Regions from separate parts of the Oryctolagus cuniculus genome. Here region 1 is linked to region 2. The links are chromatin contacts, called in public Hi-C maps. All regions are on one chromosome and are shown on one strand. The core of a region is the stretch at or near the end of the contact, and the rest is flanking DNA. Distances in the headings are between cores, read along the strand shown. Region 1 holds the start of AGFG1 (ArfGAP with FG repeats 1). Region 2 has its middle 54 kb from the start of SLC19A3.

What was found. Hi-C and Micro-C count contacts between places; a contact is called where the count stands out from the background.
Region 1: a Hi-C map of an unstated tissue shows a contact between it and region 2, with 1.9 times the contacts expected there. The contact joins the promoter of AGFG1 here to the enhancer-like site in region 2. A contact is called at or near these places in 4 of 6 Hi-C or Micro-C datasets (ear pinna, embryonic fibroblasts, skin fibroblasts and 1 more).

Annotation. Positions count from the first base shown.
Region 1 is chr3:11,525,464-11,532,066 of mOryCun1.1, forward strand. It overlaps AGFG1 (ArfGAP with FG repeats 1), which reads right to left and starts at 4,391. Exons shown (of 16, transcript XR_007920544.2): 1 at 3,968-4,391. It overlaps LOC103348896 (a long non-coding RNA gene), which reads left to right and starts at 4,600. Exons shown (of 5, transcript XR_007920561.2): 1 at 4,600-5,129.
Region 2 is chr3:11,209,913-11,215,980 of mOryCun1.1, forward strand. No RefSeq gene overlaps it. Among named protein-coding and RNA genes, the nearest start is that of SLC19A3, 54 kb to the left of the region's middle. Within about 2 kb of position 4,034, at least 1 of the 8 cell types and tissues checked has an H3K27ac peak or open chromatin away from gene starts, as enhancers often do.

The sequences.
Region 1 (6,603 bases), core at 3,141-5,640, 320 kb after region 2:
AGCTCTGAATCTAGTAATTTTAATAATAATAAAAATACTTTTAACAAAAATATTGCCAAATGAATAATTATGTGACTATCGTAAAATTTAGAATCCATGAGAATACGTATTATTTAACAAGTATCAGTATTTTCTAGGTAAATCAAGCAAGCAATAGCAAACAAAAAATGAAGCTAAAAACAGATCCAGTCCAACATATATTTTATTTTTTATTTATTTGACAGATAGAGCTAGACAGTGAGAGAGAGAGACAGAGAGAAAGGTCTTCCTTCCATTGGTTCACCCCTAAAACAGCAGCCACGGCCAGCGCTGTGCCAATCTGAAGCCAGGAGCCTCTTCCTGGTCTCCCATGCAGGTGCAGGGGCCCAAGCACTTGGGCCATCCTCCACTGCCCTCCCAGCCACAGCAGAGAGCTGGACTGGAAGAGGAGCAACCAGGACTAGAACCCGGCGCCCATATGGTATGCCGGCGCTGCAGGTGGAGGATTAACCAAGTGAGCCACGGCGCCGGCCCCACCTTTTTTTTTTTTAAATTGACATGGCCTAGCTTAATACCTTGCTCTGATCAACCAACCTAGTGGCAGTATCAAAATTTGTCTTCAAAATACCTTTTTTCAATTTTACCATCTACATAGCAAATAGATAATTAAACTGATTTGTTACATTATTCTCCCTTTTTTCCTACCTTAGGAAAGATTAAAAAAAAATCAAAGATTTTTTCCAAAGATTAGGAAAAAAAGAAACCTCAAGAGCTACTGTTCCTTCAATATTCTGCAGTAGACGTTTGATGGTCGCCATGCTTACATCACTTTTTTCCCAGGAGTCCCAGATTTCTGATTTAGGAACTTTCTTTAAGGATCCAAAGTCGTCACATAGAACATCTGTCCAATCAGAACATTGGTCTAAGGTGGCCACAAGATCTAAACTAATCAGAGTCAATGGCAGAACTTCTAAAAATGTTGGACTGGAAGTGGTGTTGTGGCTTAGTGAGTAAAGCCACTACCCGAGATGCATGCCATGTGGGCACCAGCTGAGGTCCCAGCTGCTCTACTTCTGATCCAGCTCCCTGCTACTGGCTTGGGGAAAGCAGCAGAAATGGCACAAGTGTTTGGTCCCCTGCTCCCCAAGTGGGAGACCCAGATAAAGCTCCTGGTTCTCGGCTTCTGCCTGGTTCAGCTTTTGCCATTGCAGTGAACTAGGGAGAAAACCAGTGGATGGAAGCTCTGTCCCTCCTGCTCTCTTTCAAATAAATAAAAATAAATAAAATATTAGACAACAGATACAAAGACAGTATGCTCTGGGGGCAATTATCTTTGAATGACAGAAACACAGGCAACATCATTAAGCCATTGGATAAAGTCTTCCCTTAGACAAATCAGTAAATTCCCTTTGTATTTTTAAACCAATTTGAGTATGGTTTTGAGTTACATTTAAAAAATCCAAACTGATAAGATTCTTCACTAGGGTGTTAGTCATTTCCATGTCTTTCAAATACTGTTTCCTTAAACATAGAACATCCTCTCCCTCTCTGTTAATAACATATTTCATCAGGCACCTATTATGTGCCAAGCACTATGTGGTGTTTTATATTCTCTTAATACTGAGAACAAATCTACATCCAAAATTTACAAGGGGAACTTTACCCTCACCATTTCATGTATCAAGCTACAAAGACTGACTGGCATTCTCTAACTACAACACTTAGAGCCAGGATTCAAAACCAGGTTTATCTACGGATTTGGTCTTTATTATTATTTTTTAAAGATTTCTTTATTTGAAAGGTGTAGAGACATGGGGGAGGAGAGAGGATATCTTCCCATCCATTAATTCACTCCACAAATGAATGGCCACAACAGTCAGTTCTAAGCCAGGCAGAAGCAAAGAGCCAGGAACTACATCCATGTCTCCCACAGAGTGCAGGGACCCAAGGACTTGGGCCATCTTCCACGGCTTTCCCAAGCTGTTAGCAGGAAGCTGGATGGGAAGTGGACCAACAAGGACTCCAAACAGCACTCAGATCCGGGGTGCTGGGCAGACCCAGAAAGCAGCTTAACCTGCTGTCAACACTTGGTCTTTGAAGGTCTTTGCTCAAGCATTAACTCCTCTGTAAAGCTTTCCGTATCCATTTACATATTTTGTGGATAATGGGTCACAGAAAGAAAATGTAACAATATTACAGCTATATACTCATGTACTTAGAAAGCAAGCCTCCGAACAGCAGCAGGACCAGGTAACTGCAGCTCTCCCCACAGTATAAGACAGGCCAAGCAAGCAAGAAATGCCTGTGGAGTAACAACTGAATAGATACACCAAGTCCTGTCTGTCACATTAAATCCATTCAGAACAGTTGTCACTACAGTGAGCTATTCTTTTATACAGCATGTGTCTGAATCCAGCAGAAAATCTGAAAATAATTTCTTAACATTGCACATTTGCTGCAAGGGAACAGTGTGCTGAAAGCCTACAAAGAAATGCCAACTATTCGGAACAGTGAATACATGTATGTGTGTGTGTATTTATACATACATAAATACTTTAAGTGCATTAAAATACGATATGTTTAGCAAAAGCAGAACACCTTAAGCACTTCTTAAAAGTAAAATACACTTAAAAATTGTACTATTGGCTTGATTTCACTTAATTTTCTGCTTTATTTGTGAAAAGCACGAACCAGACTATCTCCCAGGTTCCACCTAGTTTATGACTCTATTGCGACTCAGTAATACTACCAACTGGCAACTTCAGTTTCTCTTACTACACAACCTAAAACGAACCTTAGGGACTCTCCTAACCCAGTCTTTTAAAGCTCAGCACGATACACATCCTACGAAACCCAATAGGTACCTAATACCTGCTTCCTGAAGAAGCGATAACCCGGGGAAAACTAGCAATGCCTCTCTGTCCAACTTAAAATTAAAAAAGGCAAATACTCATAGCACACTCCCGGACAAGTCCTGCATTTTCCAACCTGCAAGAAGCCAGTTTCCCACACGCTGCGTATGTTATCTGAGTGTGAATCTCACAATCACCGGTTGAGAATACTGACTAGCTGCATTTACTTAAAATCCAAGACAGCTGGCCTGGAAAAGCACCTTCCCGGTTCCAACATCATCTGCAAACTCACCTGCCAGATGAAACCGCACAGCAAGTACGACCTTTCCCTCAACAAAGCTGAACGAAACAAAGGACAAACACAAACCATCCGAGTAACCCGAGCCGCTCCGCTCTGCGGTCTTTCCCGGTCCCCGCTGGCTGCGCACCGCCGACACGCACGGCCGGACGCCGCACCGCATCCACGCGGCAAGGCCGCTCCTGGGGACCGACTCCCAGCAAAACTTTCCCCCAACTCAGGGCTCCCTAGCGACTGTGAGGCCCAAATCCCACAACCCACCTCCTCGGTGCCTTCGCCCCCTCCCCCGAACCCGGGAATTCATCCCCCCAAACTCTCCCGTGGGGACTCCCATCTCTGCCATCACGACCTTTTAAGCCCCTAAATGCCCGCTTTCTCCCGGCTACCAAGATACTCTCGGAGGGAGGAGGGTTCGAATAAGTAAAGGAAAGCCCAGCACACGCGACCCTGCTCTCCGCCGCCGCGCCCAGCAGGTGCCTGCCTCGCGAGGGCCGCCGCGCCCAGGCCGCTCAGAGACCCGGCGCACAATAGGCCCCGCACGGCCCTCGGCACCCCTCCGGCCGCTCCCCACGGCCCGGCCGGCGTCCCGGAGAGCGGAGGGCCAGGCGCCGGCGGCCGCCGGCTCGGCGAGGACCGCAGATGCCGGCTCCACCCAGGCCGCGCTCAGCGTGGACCCCGGGCCCGCTCAAACCGAAAGCGCATCCCGCCGGCCAGCCCCGCTCCGCCCCCACGCGCCCGCGCCCAACGGCCGCCCCCGGCCCCGCCGGCCGCCCCCAACGGCCGGCGGCGCGCCCGGCGCCCCCTCCCCCGCCCCGCCGCCCCGCCGCCCCGCACTCACAGGCTGCCGGAGCAGGAGGTGCAGACGAAGGAGCCGACCGTCATGTTCACGTAGGTGGGGCCGCGCTGGTCGCAGTCGAAGCACTTTCGGTTGTGCGGGAGGCCGGTCATGTCCCGCAGCATCTTCAGGTGCTTCTCCTCCTGCTTCCGCTTCGCGCTGGCCGCCATGGCCGCGGCGCCGAGGGAGGAGGCCGGCAGGGCCGGGAACCGGGCGGCGCTGCGCCGGGGGCCCGCGGTCCCACGGGCCGCCCTGGCCGCGGCCGCCGCCCTCCGTCAGCGCGCGCCGCCCGTCCGAAGCCCGGCCGCCGCGGCTCTGGCTGGGCTGGGCTCGACGCGGCGCGGACGCTGGCGGCGCGCGCCACACCAACCGGCCGGCCCGGGACCGCAGCCGCCACCGCCACCTTCCCGACTTCTCCTGAGACGGGAAGGCGAGCTGGGGGGGGCGGGGGCAGGCAAGAGGAGGCCCGCCCCGGGCGGCGGGTGGCCAAGTGTCGACCTGCGCCCTCTGCTGGCCGGGAGGAGTCACTGCGGCCGCGCCGAGGCCTGGGTGGTCGGGGCTATTGCAAAGTGTAGGGAAGACCCTGGCGGTGGTGGTCGTGGACGTCGTTGAACACTCGTGCGCGTATGCGTAGTTTCAGTTTCTTGCACCAAAATTAACATTTCACTGGAGAGGAACTTGTTGACGCACCTGCTAAACCTCTCCACCCTCACCCCCCTGCACAAAATTCTGCAAGGGCTCCCACTGTCTTTGGAATAATTCCGAATTCCTCACGGTGCCTTCAGGATCACCCATAGTGCAGCCGGTTCTCCTTCCTTCTCTCCATCTTCCTTTGCTCTGCCCAACACAGCAAGCCCCTTTCTGACTCTTCCCCCCCCCCCAAACCTGGTTCTGCCTATAACAGGGTAACTCAAGCTTGCAGCTGTTAACATTTTGGAGTGGATTATGGGCAGTGCCCTGTGCGTCGGATTATGGGCAGTGTTTCTGGCCTCTGCCCACCAGATGCCAACAGCATCTTCTCCATGGTGGCAACCAAAATTCCCCAGACGTTGCCAGAAGTGGAGGGAGGAGCGAGGAGGTAGAAGTCAACCGCGCTTGAGAAAGGAGCTGCGCAGGGAAGCCCAGATCCACCCTGATGGGGAACCTCCACTCAGTCCTGCTTAAGGTAGAGCGCTCCTGCCCCTAGTCATTCTGCAGCTCGGGTCACACGGCTGACTTAGATCTTCTTCCCAGCTCTTGTTTATCGGAATACTGCATCTCAATTTGCGTTTACTACTTGTTTTCCTGGGCGCTCCCTCTAGGTTGCAAACAGCCAAGCGCCTGTATTCTCTGTGCTACTTCACCCCGTGCCCCTCCCAGATCTGGAGACTTGGGTGCTCCATATGTGTGGAATAAATGCGTGAAGTGACTAACCTTCACAACAGCCCTGGGAGGTAGGCGTTGTTGTTATGTCCATTTTATCAACCCAAAGGACTGAGTGCTCGGGGATTAGGTAAATTTACCCAAGGCTCCAGAGAGGAAAGCGGGGATTCCAATCCAGGCAGGCAGTCTGCAGGCCTCAGATCTCTTTGTCATTCCAAGAATCTGCTGCCAGCAGGATGTTAGAAACCATCCTTGATTCCCCAGTTCCCAAATGGATTCAGGGAGACCCTGAGAGCTGAAATTCCAAAATGATTCTGCTAATGAATCAAATGAATCAAATCCAGATTTCCTAATTGCCAGCGCCAGCCCCCAGATCTCCTGTGAAAGTGACTGGATGAATGTGGACATTAGCACTGTTAATAATGATTAGTTTTTAAAATTGAAATAACAAGGGAAATAGGTTGGCCAATAGACTTCTCTACATTTTTTATTTATTTTCATTTTATTTGAAAGGCAGAGAGAGACACACAGAGAGAGGGAGATTTTCCATCTGCTAGTTCATTGCTCAAAAGTTCAAAACAGTCAGGGCTGGGCCAAGCCAAAGCCACGAACCTGGAACTCAATCCAGGTCTCCCACATGGGTGTACCAAGGACCCGAGTGCTTGAGCCGTCACCTGCTGCTTGCCATGGTGCCATCAACAGGAAGCTGGATGGGAAGTGGGGGAGTCAGGATTCGAACCAGACACATAGGTATGGAATGTGGCATCCCAAGTGGTATCTTAACCACTGTGCTAAGTGCCCACACTGGCCAATGCCTTTTTTAAACACTTCTTTATTGAGGGAAATATCAAACTACCTAAAACCCCTGGTCCACTTTCAACCATTTTTGGCTCATGTCTAGTCATTTTTTTTAAAGATATTTAGTTATTTATTTGAAAGGCAGAGTTACAAAGAAAGAGAGAGAGCTCTTCCATCTAGTGGTTCACTCCCCAAATGGCTACAACAGCCAGGCTGGGCCAGGCTAAAGCTAGGAGCCAAGAGCTTCTTCCAGATCTCCCACATGGATGCAGGGGCTCAAGGGTTTGGGCCATCCTCTGCTGCTTTCCCAGGTACATTATCAGAGAGCTGGATTAGAAGTGGAGCAGCCAAGACTCGAACTGGCACCCGTATGGGATGCTGGCATTGCAGGCCAGGGCTTTAACCTGCTGCGGCACAGTTCCAGCCCCATCTTGCATTATCAGTACCCCATTCTCCCGCCTATTATGTAGCTTACCATT
Region 2 (6,068 bases), core at 2,784-5,283:
CTTGTTGGAAATGAACATTCTTGGTCCCAACCCCAACTCTGGAGTCCCACTGATTCAGTCACTAGGGATGAGCCTCAACAATTTGTGTTTCAATGGGGAACAATTGGCTCCAGACAAGGACGAAGCCACAGAACTCAATCCATCACCCACAAGTGAGGGTAGTAATTGTTGTACCACATTGGTTTCAATGCAGAAAAATGAAATAGACCTGAGGACAGCTGGTGGAAAGCCAAAAAGTTCATCAACAGAAACGTTCTATTCTTGACAACTTCTTCAGCAAGTTTCACATTATCTTGTGCTTCTGGACTCAATACAAGTTACATCCATTCCAACACCATGACTAACTCATTTCTCCATGACACTGCCATGAATAGGAAGAGAAGGTTCTGAAAGAGACCTGGTCATCTTTACTTGAAAAGACATTTCTGTGATGATATCAGCCAGTTGTGAGAAATGGGTTTTGCATTCAAAAGTTGAAGTGAAAACTCAGAATGATATGTCCAGCACAAATCTTTATTGCTATCGTCATACTCTGTTCATGACCAGGCAGACAAGAAAGAAGTACATGAATGGACTGGTTCAATTTTACCACAACCATAAGAAAAAAATGACTTCTAGCCTTCTCTTCATCTTTCTTCCTTCCCTCATGGCTGCCAAGCACCTAGGGTGGTAAGAGCTATTCTGGCTGAAGTCGTGGAGCTGCTAAGAGTGGTTGAAAGCATTAGTCTCCCACACGAGGGGCACCTTTGCTGCCATTTCAACACACCTGTTCCTAGTACATGGCGATGTGATAAAGAAGACACACTCAATAGAAAGGAAAGCAGTGTTATAAACACCAGTATCTCAGGGAGAAAAGAAACATAAAATAAATGTATGAATAGAGTAATGGTTAAGATACAAGGATATGTGTAAATTTTTATTCAAAAACTGCAATGTTTGAGGCCACTGTTGTGGTGCACCAGGTTGGGCCACCATCTGCAATTCCAGCATCCTGTTTAAGCACCAGTTTGAGTCCTGCTTCCTGCAAATGAGCCTGGGAAAGCAGCAGAAAGATGGGAACCTAAAGATGGGAACTGCCACGTTGGAGACCTGGATGGAGTTCCAGGCTCCTGCCCAGCCCAGGTCATTGCAATCGTTTAGGGAGTATGCCAACAGATGGAAGATGTCTTTCTTTCCTGCTATCCATTACTCAGCCTTCCAAATAAATAAAGTATTTTTTTAATTGCCATTTTCTTAGAAAGATCACCTGACAGTGTTAGGCAGCCCTTCATCATTTCTGGATTTCATGTAACATTCAGTTTGCTAAGCTAACATTAGGGTCTGTTATGTGAGCAAATAAGTCTACAGACAGCTACCATGTGAGGAATAGCCAATGTTCATGACTTAGCTAAAGACATCTATGGGCCACTACAAACGAAAACTGGAATGTTTCATTCCACATGTAACTAAAGCTCATTTGCCATAGAAAACCAAAACAGAGCGAATTTAAATGAAAAATTGTTATTGTAGGGTTAATCACATATTTTGTGCAAATGATTAAAAATTCAAATTAGATGTAGGTATATCAGATCTATTTGAGTTTTCCTAGGGTGGCGGTGATAAAGTTTCACAAATTGAGTGGGTTAGGACAGCAGAAATATTTGTCTTACAGTTCTGGAGCCCAGAAATCTGAAATCCAGCTGTCATCCAGGCCATATGCCTCCAGACTTTGCAAGGGAGAACCAAGCCCCCCATGTCTTCCAGCTTCTGGGTTTGCCAGCAACCAATGGTGTATATTGGCTTGCAGGAACGTCAGCGCCTCTCTGCATCTGCCTTCATCTCTACAGGGCTGTCTTCTTGCACTGTGTGTCTGTCTCCATGTTCCCACTCCATTTCCTTTACTTTTTTAAAAGACTTATTTGTTTTAGGGCTGGCACTGTGGTGAAGTAGGTTAATCCTCTGCCTGCATCACTAGCATCCCATATGGGCACTGGTTCTAGTCCTGGTTGCTCCTCTTTCAATCCAGCTCTCTGCTAATGGTCAGGGACAGCAGCGGAAGATGGCGCAAGTGCTTGGGCCCCTGCACCTGCTTGGAAAGGCTAGAGGAGGCTCCTAGCTCCTGGCTTCGGATTGGCTCAGCTCCAGCTGTTGCAGCCATTTAGGGAGTGAACCAACAGATGGAAGATCTTGCAGGGGCCCAAGCACTAGGGCCATCTTCTACTGCTTTTCCCAGGCACATTAGCAGGGAGCTGGATGGAAAGTGGAACAGCTAGGACTTGCACTGGCACACATATGGGATACCAGCATAGCAGACAGCAGCTTTACCCACTATGCCACAATAATAGCCCCTCTGTTACATTTCTGATAAGGATACTGGTTATTAGATTAAGGACTTTCCCTATTCCATACGACTTCATCTTAACAATGAACTCATTTTCAAATAAGGTCACATTCCAAGCTACTGAAGATTTGATTTCAGCATATCTTTCTGGAGTTCTCATTCAACCCATAAAAGACCTCAGTTTGACCTCCCAAAATTCATGTCCTTCCCATATGTAGAATGCATTCACTCATCTCACACCATTCCAGCACCAACTCTCAGTCCAAAATCTCATCTAAATATCATCACCTCAAAGTCCCATGTTTCATCTAAACCAGTAGTAGATGAGTCTCTGTGTGATTCATCCTGGGGTACAGTACCTCTCCATCTGTGAACCTGTTCACAACTTCCAGTTTATAGTGTGGGGCAGACTTTCCACTCCAAAAGGGATAAATTGGAAAGACAAGAGGGGGCGTGGGTCACTAACAAGTCTGAAATTTAGGAGGGCAAGTTCAATTAGATGTCAAGGTCTGAGAATAATCCCTCTGTGCCTACCAGGGCAGCAGCCCTTTTCCATCAGCCCACTGGGGTTGTAGCCCTGCCACCTAAGGGGGTCCTGTCAAGCCAAACCTCTGTCTCCATGCATATGGCCTTTAAGTTACCCTTTCTTGATTTTGTTTTGTTTCTTTGAGTAGAGACCGGCAAATGCCTCGCCGATATAAAATTCTCAAAAACTTTGTCAGCCTCCCATGCAGTTTAGAGTTCCAAGATCTCACTTTAGAGCCCTCCACAGATCTTTCCTGAACAACTCTGTCTCCATCCCTCTAGCCCACTGAGAGTCGATTGGATCGATGAGTCACAGACCTCAGTTAGTTAGGAAACGCTTGCCAAGTCATACCCGGCTGATTCCAGATACACTCTCTGGAAAGGCCGACGATTTTTCAAACCATCAAGTGTTAGTTCCTTTTTCCTTAGCAGTTCCTTCTTCAATCCATCTGTGTCTGCTCACGTCTTACTGCAAGCAGCAAAGAGAAAGCAGGCTTCACCTTCCCATTTTGTTTGGAAGCCTTCTCAGCTGAACAGCCAAGTTCATCATCATTTACAACATTCTCCCAGCAGCAGCACAAGTATCTGCTGCTTTATCACAGAGATTGCCTTGCCTTCAGTGTCCAGTAACACATTGCTCCTCCCATCGGAGATCTGAGCAGAGGCACATTTAGCGTTCATGATTCTGTACATGGTACATACATGTTCTCAGGCAATAGGAGCTTTCTCTGTAGCGCACCTTGCTTCCTTGGAGTCCTCAACAGAACTGCCTTTGATATCTGCTTCTACTAACTCTTAAAAGTGACCTGGGTTTCTTCTATTAATGCTTCAGAATACTTCTGGCCTTTACCTATTACGAAATCCTAAAGCCACTTCCACTTCCACATTCTTCTGTATTCATTATAGCAACACTCAACTTTCCAGCATGAAAACTGGCAACAATTCATTGATCCTTGTGATTTCCTGAGTGACTGAGAAACATCCCTGAAATGAGTGCCTAGCCCTACCTCATGGCATCCAAACAGCAAGCTCAATGCTTGACTATTGAAAATGAAGTAGGAGAAAATGTGCCTCATTTTTAATGCTCTGTGGTATTAAGCATTAAAAATGACAAGGCCACATGGTCTGTGTGCATTAAGCAACATTTCCAGTAAGAAAGGGCAGGCCAAGGATTAAGTGAGAAAGCTTGCCTTGGAATGCTGACTCAAGTGATCTGGATACTGAGTCATGATGAGCTGCAATGCAGAGATCACTTCAACTCTTTAAAAAATATGTACCGTAAATGTTCACTAATTCAGACTATGGAGAGAAGAATCTAAATGAATTAGTGGAACATCTGAATGGAAAAAATATGTGTGTGGACAGCATGTATTGTAAACAGGATCTAACTAAACTGACCAAGTGTTCCCTACAGTAGGTGGCCAGAAAGATTTGAATAAGGGGCAGATAAGGATGATTTATGAATTGTCTTATATAACTTAATATTTACAATGTGCTGTCAAACAATGTAACTCCTTAAGAAAATAATTCTGTGTGCAACTTTATTTAACTACATTTATTTCATTGATCTCTCCTTATTCTCTTAAAATAAGCTTCAAATTGCTTACTCCTTTTGTACAGATGCTCAACAAATTATTAATTTAATTTAAAAATTAACATGATCTGACATTATGAGCTTTTATTTTATCGGTGATCTATAGCCCTTGCAGTTTCCTGGATGACTGGGACTAGAATCTCATAGATAAGCACTAGCATTTATTGTATTAGAGGCCACCCTGAGACCTCCCCTCCTGGCGTGATTTACCCCTCACAAACAATTATAGTGGATAATGTTTAAATTTTCTTTTCTTTTTTTTTTTTTTTTATTTTTGACAGGCAGAGTGGATAGTGAGAGAGAGAGACAGAGAGAAAGGTCTTCCTTTGCCGTTGGTTCACCCTCCAATGGCCGCCACGGCTGGCGCGCTGTGGCTGGCGCATTGCGCTAATCTGAAGCAAGGAGCCAGGTGCTTCTCCTGGTCTCCCATGGGGTGCAGGGCCCAAGCACTTCGGCCATCCTCCACTGCACTCTGGGCCACAGCAGAGAGCTGGCCTGGAAGAGGGGCAACCGGGACAGAATCCGGCGCCCGGACCGGGACTAGAACCCGGTGTGCCAGCTCCGCAAGGCGGAGGATTATCCTATTGAGCCACGGCGCTGGCCTTAAATTTTCTTTCAATCAGTGAGACTAGAAAAGATTAAGGAATTTGAGTAAGGCCTGTCAATCAGCTACAATTTAGTATAACAGAAAAGAACAGTATCTGGGAGCTCATGTCCACCATAAAAGCTAGGGTGTTAGAAACACCCACCTGCTCAGGGCAGTGCACTTCCTTTGCTGCAGCCAGAGGCCCACGGCTCCAAGACTCCATCTGAAACAATGTGAGGACAGACCTGCATCCGACCAGAAGTTCACTGTGTCCAAGGCACTCAGCTTCCTCAGGAAGACCAGAAATTTGCATTGAACGTAATTAGGAGTAAATCACAGCATTCTTGGGTAACCTTTTAACTGATTTTCCAGTGACCTTGAAAGCAGCAGGTTAAAAATTAACTAAAAATTACTGCTTGCTTGACATATTAAAAATTATGCCACTGGAATCATCTGCAGTTGTAAATGCAGTGTTTGCTTTCTTGTTCATGGTTATAACTCCATTGAAGAGAAAAATGCCTTAGAATTAGAAAATAAAGCCCTAGGGAGAGAGGGTCTGAGTCTTTCTTGTTCAGTTTTTTGCTCCCTTCAATCTCAGAGAGACCACACAGCCAAGGAGCATTGCACTCTTTATGATTCCAAAGTTCTTTCTAGGAAGACATTAATTTTCCGTAGGCCATAAAGAAAGCCATTCAATTCGGGGGCGGGGGGGGGGGGGTTGTGTAGACAGGACACCAACAGAAAAAATAAAAATATACAGTCTTTTTACAATAAATAAAGACACCAGCAGGGTTAAACTTCATGCCCACCTCAATCAGAGAAGTAGAAATTCCACACTGGAGAAGATTTGTTGTAGTTATTTCTCCACTCGATCGCTTGATATGTGAATCTTTCCATTATGATGGTGATGGATTCTGGAACCGGATCAAACTAACCAATCCACTCATTTTGAGTCAAACATTCTGCTTTCACAAACTGGCTGCCAGCATCAGGGTTGGGAGCAGGACTTATCTCCAACATAAAAACCCTAAGCCATGGTCTCT